3 separate regions of the Mus musculus genome follow, and regions 2 and 3 are each linked to region 1. A link is a contact called in public HiChIP or PLAC-seq data. All regions are on one chromosome and are shown on one strand. Each heading gives the region's core, a stretch centred on a gene start, on an enhancer-like site or on the middle of the called end of the contact. The rest is flanking DNA. Distances are from core to core; before and after follow the strand shown.

Region 1 (2,871 bases), core at 178-2,677:
TCTTTGCTCCCTTCTCTGCCTCCCCGTCTCTGTATGTTTTCACTTGAGTCACTTCTTGCCCTCCCACCTCACCTCCCCCACGTCTGGATCTAAACACTCTGCCTCAGACTCCCTCTTTTACCTTTCTGTCTTCAGCTTCTCTACACTGGCAAGGTCCGTGAGGACGTCACCCCCGGACACTTCATCTTGAAAGTTTCTGCCATAGATGTAGACATGGACACCAATGCTCAGATCACATACTCTCTGCATGGACCGGGGGCCCAGGAATTCAAGCTGGACCCTCACACAGGTAAATCTCTGAGTTGTGGGACAAAGCCAAGAACATGTGCTCATGCCATGGTGGGCTCTTCCTTGAAATAGGAATTCACTCATCCACCTGTCTACCCATTAGTAGATACCAGTATCTGGGGTGCAAGAAAAGGATGGGTGAGTTCAGATCCAGTTCTTTATAATCAATCCAAGAGGAAAAGTGATTGTTGGGTCAGTGGCTGGCAGTGTGCTGAGTTAGGAACAATGAAAGGTTCACACCTGTACTCTCAGTGAGGAGAATCGAGAGTTTAGGGCCAGCCTGAGTTACATAGTGAGTTCGAGACTAGCTGGGGCTATAATATGAGATCTGTCCCCAAACAAACAAACATAGGAGAAGAGGAGAAGGGTAGAGGGGAGACAGCAACGTTGACAGAAGTTGACTTAGGCTTAGGAGCCAGGTTAAATAAAGCCTCTTTGAACAAATGCCATTTTGTGTGGTCTTGAGCTCACATAGGAGTTAGGCAAGCATTCAGGGAAGGCAGAGAAGGACAAAGAAGGTAGAGAGAGAATGTCCTCAAGGGTCATATTTGGGGAAGAAGACACCTGACTGAGTGTACAGAGTGGAGAGAGAGAGTACAGAAGATGATGCCCTGAAGGCAGATGGGCTGATGCCCTTTTGAGCCAATGGAGGGTTCAGACTAGTAAGGGCCAAAATTGGTGCAATCTCAAGATTTGCACATTGCAAACTGGGTCACTGGTGCCCAAGACTTCAGTAAACACCACAAGCAGTAAAGCTCCTGGAAGCCTGACCCAGGCTAAGGAAGAACTCAATAGATGGGACAAATTGTCATAAGACCAGCAAGGGACCAAACATAGATAGGAAGTAGAAGCCACCACAAGGGAACCTCAAATAGCCATGCCAGGGCTGAACTGTGGAGGACTGTTGGTCAGAGAGGTAGGGATGAGCAATACCCCCAGGTAAGACCTTGTCCTGCTGCTCGCTGTGGGTAGTAGGTGGCCGGAGGCAGCCCGGCACAGGGACCAGCTGCCAACCCTTGGCTTGAATCCATAGCTCCAAAGATGACTCAGAGATTCTTGAGTAGGGAAGGGTAGGTGGCGAGGGGTGGTGGTGGCAGTGACAGCCATGTCCCAGGAAGCTGCCTGGGTGGATCCCAGACCATATTGTCCTTCCTGACCCCAGAGCGGCATGTTGAGTGACTTGGGAAGCTCGCCTTCTCTCTGCTACTGTTTGCTCAGCTGCAGGACTTCCCATGAGGACTTAAAAGAAAAACAAACTGGGCATTTTTTCCAGAATATGAAAATGATGCACGCTCGGTATACAAGTCTAAAAACACCACAGGTATGCAGCCAGCTGGAGTCAGAAAGCAGCCTACACAATAATCCCTCACCAAAGCCTACTCAGGGTGTAGCCAACCAGCTCGCCTTCCCGTGGACCTCCAAACTCTCTCTGTAATTGTTTCTCTGATGGAAAATTTGCTGTTCTCCCTTAGTGATTGCTTGCAGGTGTTTGCAGGGAAGACTGTAAAGTTGTTTTTAGTGATTCCTGATGCTACTTTCTTAGTTTCATTTCTCTGGCTGTGATAAAGTACCCCAATGCAAAGAAAATGAGGGTAGGAAGGGTTTATTATTTCAGCTCACATCACTGTGGGGCGTCAAGGCAGGAACTTCAAACAGCTATATATATTCAAACAGATATATATATACACACACATATATATATATATAAACAGCTATATATTGACGTCTATAGTCAAGAGCAGAGAGGGATGAATGCATACATGCTCATTTGTGCTCAGTCGGCCTTCTCCCACTCTCTCACACAGTTCAGGACCCCCTGCCTAGGGAATGGTGCCTCCCACAATAGGCCGTGTCTCCCCACAGTTAATTTAAGAAAATCCCCCACAGACAAGACCCTAGGTAAACCTTGTGTGGAAAGCCCCTAATTAAGACTCTTTTCTCAGGTGATTCCAGTTCGTGTCTAACTGAAAACATCACATATTACTTTACTATACAACTAAAGCATATTAATCAATTTCTATTTGAAAAGCATATAGGGTGATTTAAGTATGTCACTATTATAAGCAATACCTCAGAGAATATCTTTATACATGTGTTTGGGGGTTTTCTTGTTTTATTTTATTTTTATTTTTTTTGTGACAGTTTCTCAAAAAAGCTATGACTGTCCTGGAACTCAGCATGTAGATGAGGCTGACTTTTAATTCACAGAGATATACCTGTCTCTCCCTCCCTAGTTACTGGAATTAAAGGCATGTGGGACCACATTCATATATACATTATGTATCTTTATCACTGGGCTAATTATTCTGTGGGATTTGTATATATTTACACATATATAAATATATAATAAATGTATATGTTCTATTTTATATAATATATATTGAAAGTTTCTGTGGACATAAACAGTAATGCTCAGATCACATACTCTCTGAATGGATATATATATATATATATATATATATATATATATATATTCACCTGATTTAAAAAGTTGCCTAATTGGCCTTTAAAAAATTAGTCTATTTGTATCTGATTAATGATGACTTTAGATTGGTGATGATGGAGTGTTGTGGGAGAATTAGG
Region 2 (3,019 bases), core at 117-2,616, 150 kb before region 1:
GTAGATGAGGGCGTGGCAGGGAAGGCAGGGATCCTGGTGTGTATAAGCTTATCTCTAGACTGTTCTTTTACCTTCTCCAGTCCCCTGTTATCCAAACTCAATGGCTGCTTCGATATCTACGCTTTCAGGAAGTTTCTGCTGATCTGACCCCCTGGGAGAAGCCTTGGGGTCTGCATCACTGAGGAAGTGGTTCTGCACATGAGGTGCATCCCTTTAGCCACACCCCAAACTCCTGCCACCACGTCTATTCTGGTACCTCCCCAGGTAGGCAGGCCCAAAATGTTCAGTCAAGAGCTGCTGCATAGATGAGGAGTGTCCATGTTCCCCAAAGAAGAGTGGGGCTGAAATGTAGACTCAGCGTTCTCAGACCACTTTTGGTCAGGTGTTACTGGGTAAGCTGTTTGCCCTGCGTGAGCCTGTGCCCCTGTTATTAAAATGGCCTCTTGGGACCGGAGAGATGGCTCAGCGGGTAAGAGCACTGACTGCTCTTCCAGAGGTCCTGAGTTCAATTCCCAGCGACCACATGGTGGCACACAACCATCTGTAATGGGGTCCGATGTCCTCTTCTGGTGTGTCTGTCTGGGCTGCAAATGCAGCTTCATTGGTAGCATGCTTGCTTAACAATCATTAACACCCCCCCCTGCCCCCCCCCCGGCCCCGAGGTCAATCCTCAGCACTAAATAAAATAGTCATGGTAGGTAGCACACACATGTAATCCTAGCACCCTGGAAGTAGATAGAAGTAGGAAGATCAATAGTTCAAGGTCATCCTCAGCTACATAGTGAGTGGTCAGCCCAGGCTACGTGCGACCTCTTCCAAAACCAAACAACACCTAAATGAAAGGCCTGTGGCTTCCCCACCAACCCTGCTATTGCTTCTGATCTGACTATCAGTATTATTGCTCTGAGTTTGTCAGGTACTGACAGCGCAAGTCTTCCAGCTTAGTTCTAATCCTTCACGTACCCGTGGTTGGTGCCACTAGACCTAGAGGGGACTTCGCCTCGTTATCAAGGATGATGCCACCAGTATCACCAGTGGCAGCTTGTTTTGTTGGCACTGAGAAAACTGGGTACTTTTGCTCCCCCACTGCCATGCCAGCGTGCACTCTCTGCCTTGCTGTACATTGCTAAGCCCAAGAGAGTGCTCAGGCAAGTTCACTCGCTGGCTGTGTGTAAAGTAGGACAAGGGGCTTAGCCGTGCCTCTGTGACTCTCTCTCTCTCTCTCTTCTCTCGGTTAATGTCTAGGACTCTTCAGTCAGCAGCCTCGGCTCTGAACAAGGCCTGGCCTGTTCTAGGTGATTCCAGCAGCTGTTCCAGCCCTGACCCTCATGTCTGTTTAGGCAGGAGCCCCAGAACAGATGAGACAGGTGGGGCCAGGGTGTCTGGGTAGCACACAGCCTACCACAAGGCAAGGAAGGGAGAAAGAAAAGACAGCTTTGGTTCTGGGGAGAAGGGGGAGGCAGGCCAGGGGAAGGAGGAGACAGAGGAGGAGGAGGGCCTTTGAGTGGAGGCGGAGGGTGAGACAGACCCTGCCCAGAGCTCCAAGAGGCTTCCTGCTGCTCGCCTCTAAACCCCTCCACATTCCTGCAGCCCTTCAGACCGCCAGAACTCTTCTGCCGCCTGCCTGCCTGCCTGCCTGCCTGCCTGCCTGTGCCGAGGTATGCACCTCCCTGTCAGCCCCTGCCCTTCTGTAAGCTTCATCATCTCCTCTCTGCCCCATCCCCATGACCAGTCTCAGGGGGAGGTGAGCTGGAAACCTGTTGCTCACTCACAGGGGAACTTGTTGTCTCTGTAGCACTGCAGAAAATAGCCATGGTTTGCGGGGACCGCTTTCTCTGTGTTCTCTGGTGGCAGAGGCTACTGGTCTGTCCTCTGTCACCCTCGGAGGCAGCTGCCTCCTTTTCTGAGAATCCGATCCTCATTTGCCCATCATGACTGCCAACCCAGAGAAAATCTGGCTGGCAGCCTGTTGGGTCTGGCTTCCTATTCTGGGAGAACAGACATCCAGTTCTGGGTCAGAGCACTGTTGTCCAAATGGGACTTTGCAAGAAGGATAAACAGATCTGTAAACAGCCAAGGCAAGACATTCCCTTTAGTCAGTTCCTCTGGGAAGGCTCTGGTCCCTTCAATCTCTGTCCACCCCCACCCCATCACCCCGTGGCATTTCAGTCAGTCTGAAATGCCATTGTCTCTCCCAGCCTGGGGTTGCCATTGTTCCCAGCCTAATTCTGAGAGGTGGTCATCACTGGCATTAACATTGCTTCTACCGTATCTAGACATCTGAGAAAGCCAACAATTTGATACAATCCAGAGACGACAGGGAGGAGGGTGTGATGGGGAGGAGGGAGACAGAGAGATATAGCTCCAGGACACTTTTCTTGCTACTACTGAATCTATCCAAGACTCAGCCTGTTGAAAGCTTGTCTGCTCCAAGCTGTTCTGTAAACTTCCTGTGACTCCTAGAATGGCTGGAAATAAGCCTCACCTAAGGGGGACAAACAGGTATCAGGCATCTGCCTCAGGGACAGACAGCACACCTGCAGGGAGGGAGTGTCTCCACTGACAACTCTTTTAAGTTTCTAGAACCTTCCTAGTGTAGGGAGTGGAGTGAGATGCGGACCCTACATGAGGTAACAAGCTTTAGGCAATTTGTGGGCGATCTCACATAGCCATCTCCCCTGAGTGTAGCCTTCCTGTCCTAAGGAAGAGGGATAGCTTTTGGGGTACCCGAATTCCCCTAAGACTTCCCAAGCAGGGTCACTTAATTGAGCCTATAAAGTGGTCTACGAATAAGCAACTTCAAAGAGTCTCTGGAATTAGTGTGTGTATGTGAGTGCGCGTGCATGAGTGTTTCTGTTTGTGTTTAAGAGATGATGGGTGTCCACAGCTTTTAGGTTTAAGATATTCCCAAACAGATGCAGACCCCCAGAATGGTGTGACGGTGTAAGGTGTAATTCGGAAATAGAAACAAATTTGTATTTGCCAAGGATTAAACCTGAAAGAAGTGGTTGAGGGAAGA
Region 3 (2,838 bases), core at 94-2,593, 190 kb before region 1:
TCCACAGTAAGAATTTTTAAAAAAGGCAGTTGATCATCGATGGTTCGGCAGGAGACCTAATGGCTGTGCTTGCCAACAAACCCAATCGGTGACTGTGACCCACTGCACAATAACTGGACACTGGACACCATCCTCTCCCCAGCAATTTCAGATGTGACTTATTTTTGTGGCTCTGGTGACTGAACCCGGGGCTTCCTGTATTCCATGCCAAGTGCTCCACCTCTGCACTGAAGCCCGGGCCGGTCCTATCCAATTTCAAACTTTAACTTCAACTCTTGTAAGAATTTAAACACTTTGTTTCCTTGGACTTACGACCTTCTCAAACAAAGGTTTTTTTAATCTAAGTTTGTTCTGATTCACAACTAAAACATTCTAAGTTAAAAAGGGGTCTTGAAGAGTCAAGATCTAATGTCAGAGTTTGACTTCCTGTTGGCGGGAATTTCCCGTTACCTCGAGGTGCGTTTCGGACCTGCTGAGAGGCACACTCGATTACATTACACTCACTGTATTTTTCTCTATTTTTCCCAGAAGCTAACTTGGAGGCGCATCTATCTATCTATGTAAGTGCGAAGAAAGCTAAGTCTTCCTTTGTCATTCAAAACCCCACTCCTAATCTCTTCTCTGGAGTCCCCCACTGGCTCGCAGATGCCACCACGGGACTTCTTATACTGGGGTTTGCACCTCAGATTCAAGAGCTCAGTGGCCGATGGTGTCCCACAGCCACGTAGCCTGCACAGATGCCTGTCCTTTCCCTACAGAGGGCCTTGATTCCACCTCGTTCTCCTGTTGACTGGACCTACCTGATTGCACCCAGGTGACCGGGAAGGGCGGGAAAAAAGGGAACTCTCGGCATAGTGCAGGGGGAAACAGTGGGGGGATTGGAGAGATCACGTCTTGGCGTGGCTGTCTCTGCACCACTGAGCCCTTGAACCCGGGGTCGCGCGCCTCCGTTCTGCAACCCTGGGAGGCGCGATCACGCTCTCAGCTTGGGCTCCCCCAACCCCCATCCCCATATCCGAAGGCTTCCTTAGGGTCCAGGCCCAGCTATACCATCCGGAAGAGCCGGCGCGCGCCAGAGAATGCGCGTGGAGCACGCAGGGCCGGCCAGACGCGTGACGCCCGCCGTTGGTGCGGTGGACCACGCGCGGGCCCTAAAGCGCAGGCAGGAGGCCGCGCCGGCCGTTGGTGGGGGTGGGGACGCGCCGCGCGGTCTCCCGGGGCGCCCCGCTCGCGGCCGCAGCTCGGCTCATGCCCGGCCCGCATCCGATCAGCCCCACCCGCGGGCCCAAGTACCTGCGCGGCTGAGCGGGAGGACAGGGCTGCTACGTGGGAGGAGGTGGCGGCGTCCCTCGCGCGATGCCGCGGCACGCGTGCCCGCCGCCCGCTATATAGCCGCGCTCAGCCGAACCTGCTGCTCCCGGTCGCATGCAGGGACCAATGGCCGCCTCGCCACCGCGCCCCTTGGCTATGATTGGACAGCGTCTTTGTCTAGAGGCCGAGCTCCTGAGTGGCTGCCGCATCTGCCTATAACTGAAGGAGCTAGAGCCCAGATGGACACGAAACCTCGCCAATACTCAGATGGTCTATAAAAATGAGGGCGGGATGCACTGAGAGCGACACTCAGACAAGCCAATAGTTGCATGCACCCGTTCTCATTGGCTTACATTTCTTTTTCTGGGCGGAAACCCACTGTCCAGGCAGGAGCGGTTGATCCACAAGGTGGGGCCCGTGTACTTTGGGGAAGTAAACCCCATGCAACTAGGAGGTAGGCGCGGGCGGGGAGCAAGGAAGCCCCCAGCCAATCGCAACACCGAATGGAGCTGATTGACAGGGAGGGATGGCCCTCTCCAAAGGCAGCCCCAGGGCCGCCGTGCCCTCTGGAGCGGTTAAGAGGATGGACTAGCTGCGTCTTCCGTTCCCTTTCCTTTCTCTTCCTCTTAGGTTGAATCCTGTCCTCGAGGACCGGTCTCCCGCCTTCCCAGGCGACTCTGGTACCCGGGATCTAAGTAACAGTTTCCCGGGTTTTGTTTTTTTGGTTTGGTTTTTTTCTCTTCGCATCAAAACTTTTTTTGCATGCATTTCGGAAGAGCAGGAGCTGCTGACCCTTAGCATTACTCAGCACGAATGCAGTGGCGACCGAGGACAGCGAAACTGGCTTGGTCGGCACCCCAGAGCATACCGCGAGGCAGCCTCCCTGGCGTTTGGGAATGCTCTTGTTCCCGGGTGGCTTCCAAGCTGGCGTGCCCGGGTGGCTCCTGGACGTTTTCAGGTTTTCCAATCTTGTGATTGCAGAGACAACATCCCATCTTTGATCACCCTCTGGCTGGCGAAAGTTATAGGATGCGTCACCACCAGCCATTGTCACATGCTTTTCAAACTGAAATGGGAACTTTACCCAACTCCTAGGCAGACACGCCTAAGGTTCCCCCATAAAGGCTCCAGGGTCCAAATAGTAGTACCTCAGTCTGCTGCTGACCCCAACTCGGGGGGGTTTTGTGAGCCTTCTGGCCACCATGAGCATTTTATATTAAGAGCTGTGATCCAAATGCTAAACACAAACTAGACTAGTCTGTGTTCCCTGGAGGCAGGGAGAATTCCAGGCCATCCTGAGCTACACGAGTCCAAGGCCATTCTGAGTGACATGAAATCCTGAAAGCAAGCTAAACTCGCATTAATTTGTTTTGTTTCAGGGCTTTTCGAGGCAAGGTCTCCCCTTGTAGCCTATGCTGAGCTGGATTTACCATACCCTAGGCTGATCTCGAACTCGCCATCCTCCTGCCCTAACCTCTTAAATACCGAAAATACAGGTGTTAAAGTGTTACAGCGAGTTTCCAAAAG

What was found. HiChIP or PLAC-seq counts read pairs in DNA pulled down with a chosen protein or histone mark.
Region 2: a contact with region 1 is called in a FOXA1 HiChIP or PLAC-seq map of pancreatic cancer cells. The contact joins the promoter of Sparc here to the enhancer-like site in region 1. A contact is called at or near these places in 1 of 39 promoter capture datasets (HPC-7-derived erythroid cells), 1 of 484 Hi-C or Micro-C datasets (bone marrow-derived macrophages), 1 of 115 datasets of contacts at active chromatin or transcription factors (pancreatic cancer cells) and 1 of 9 other capture datasets (pancreatic islet).
Region 3: an HNF4G HiChIP or PLAC-seq map of pancreatic cancer cells shows a contact between it and region 1. The contact joins the promoter of G3bp1 here to the enhancer-like site in region 1. A contact is called at or near these places in 2 of 39 promoter capture datasets (cranial neural crest and hippocampal neurons), 1 of 484 Hi-C or Micro-C datasets (pancreatic cancer cells), 2 of 115 datasets of contacts at active chromatin or transcription factors (bone marrow-derived macrophages and pancreatic cancer cells) and 1 of 9 other capture datasets (pancreatic islet).

Annotation. Positions count from the first base shown.
Region 1 is chr11:55,273,402-55,276,272 of GRCm38.p6, reverse strand. Fat2 (FAT atypical cadherin 2) reads left to right here. Exons shown (of 23, transcript NM_001029988.2): 11 at 136-289. Among named protein-coding and RNA genes, the nearest start is that of Fat2, 37 kb to the left of the region's middle. Within about 2 kb of position 1,427, at least 21 of the 459 cell types and tissues checked have an H3K27ac peak or open chromatin away from gene starts, as enhancers often do. A contact at or near this core is called in pancreatic cancer cells, where this site is marked.
Region 2 is chr11:55,418,427-55,421,445 of GRCm38.p6, reverse strand. Sparc (secreted acidic cysteine rich glycoprotein) reads left to right here and starts at 1,366. Exons shown (of 10, transcript NM_009242.5): 1 at 1,366-1,658.
Region 3 is chr11:55,468,257-55,471,094 of GRCm38.p6, reverse strand. G3bp1 (GTPase activating protein (SH3 domain) binding protein 1) reads right to left here and starts at 1,343. Exons shown (of 12, transcript NM_013716.2): 1 at 1,294-1,343.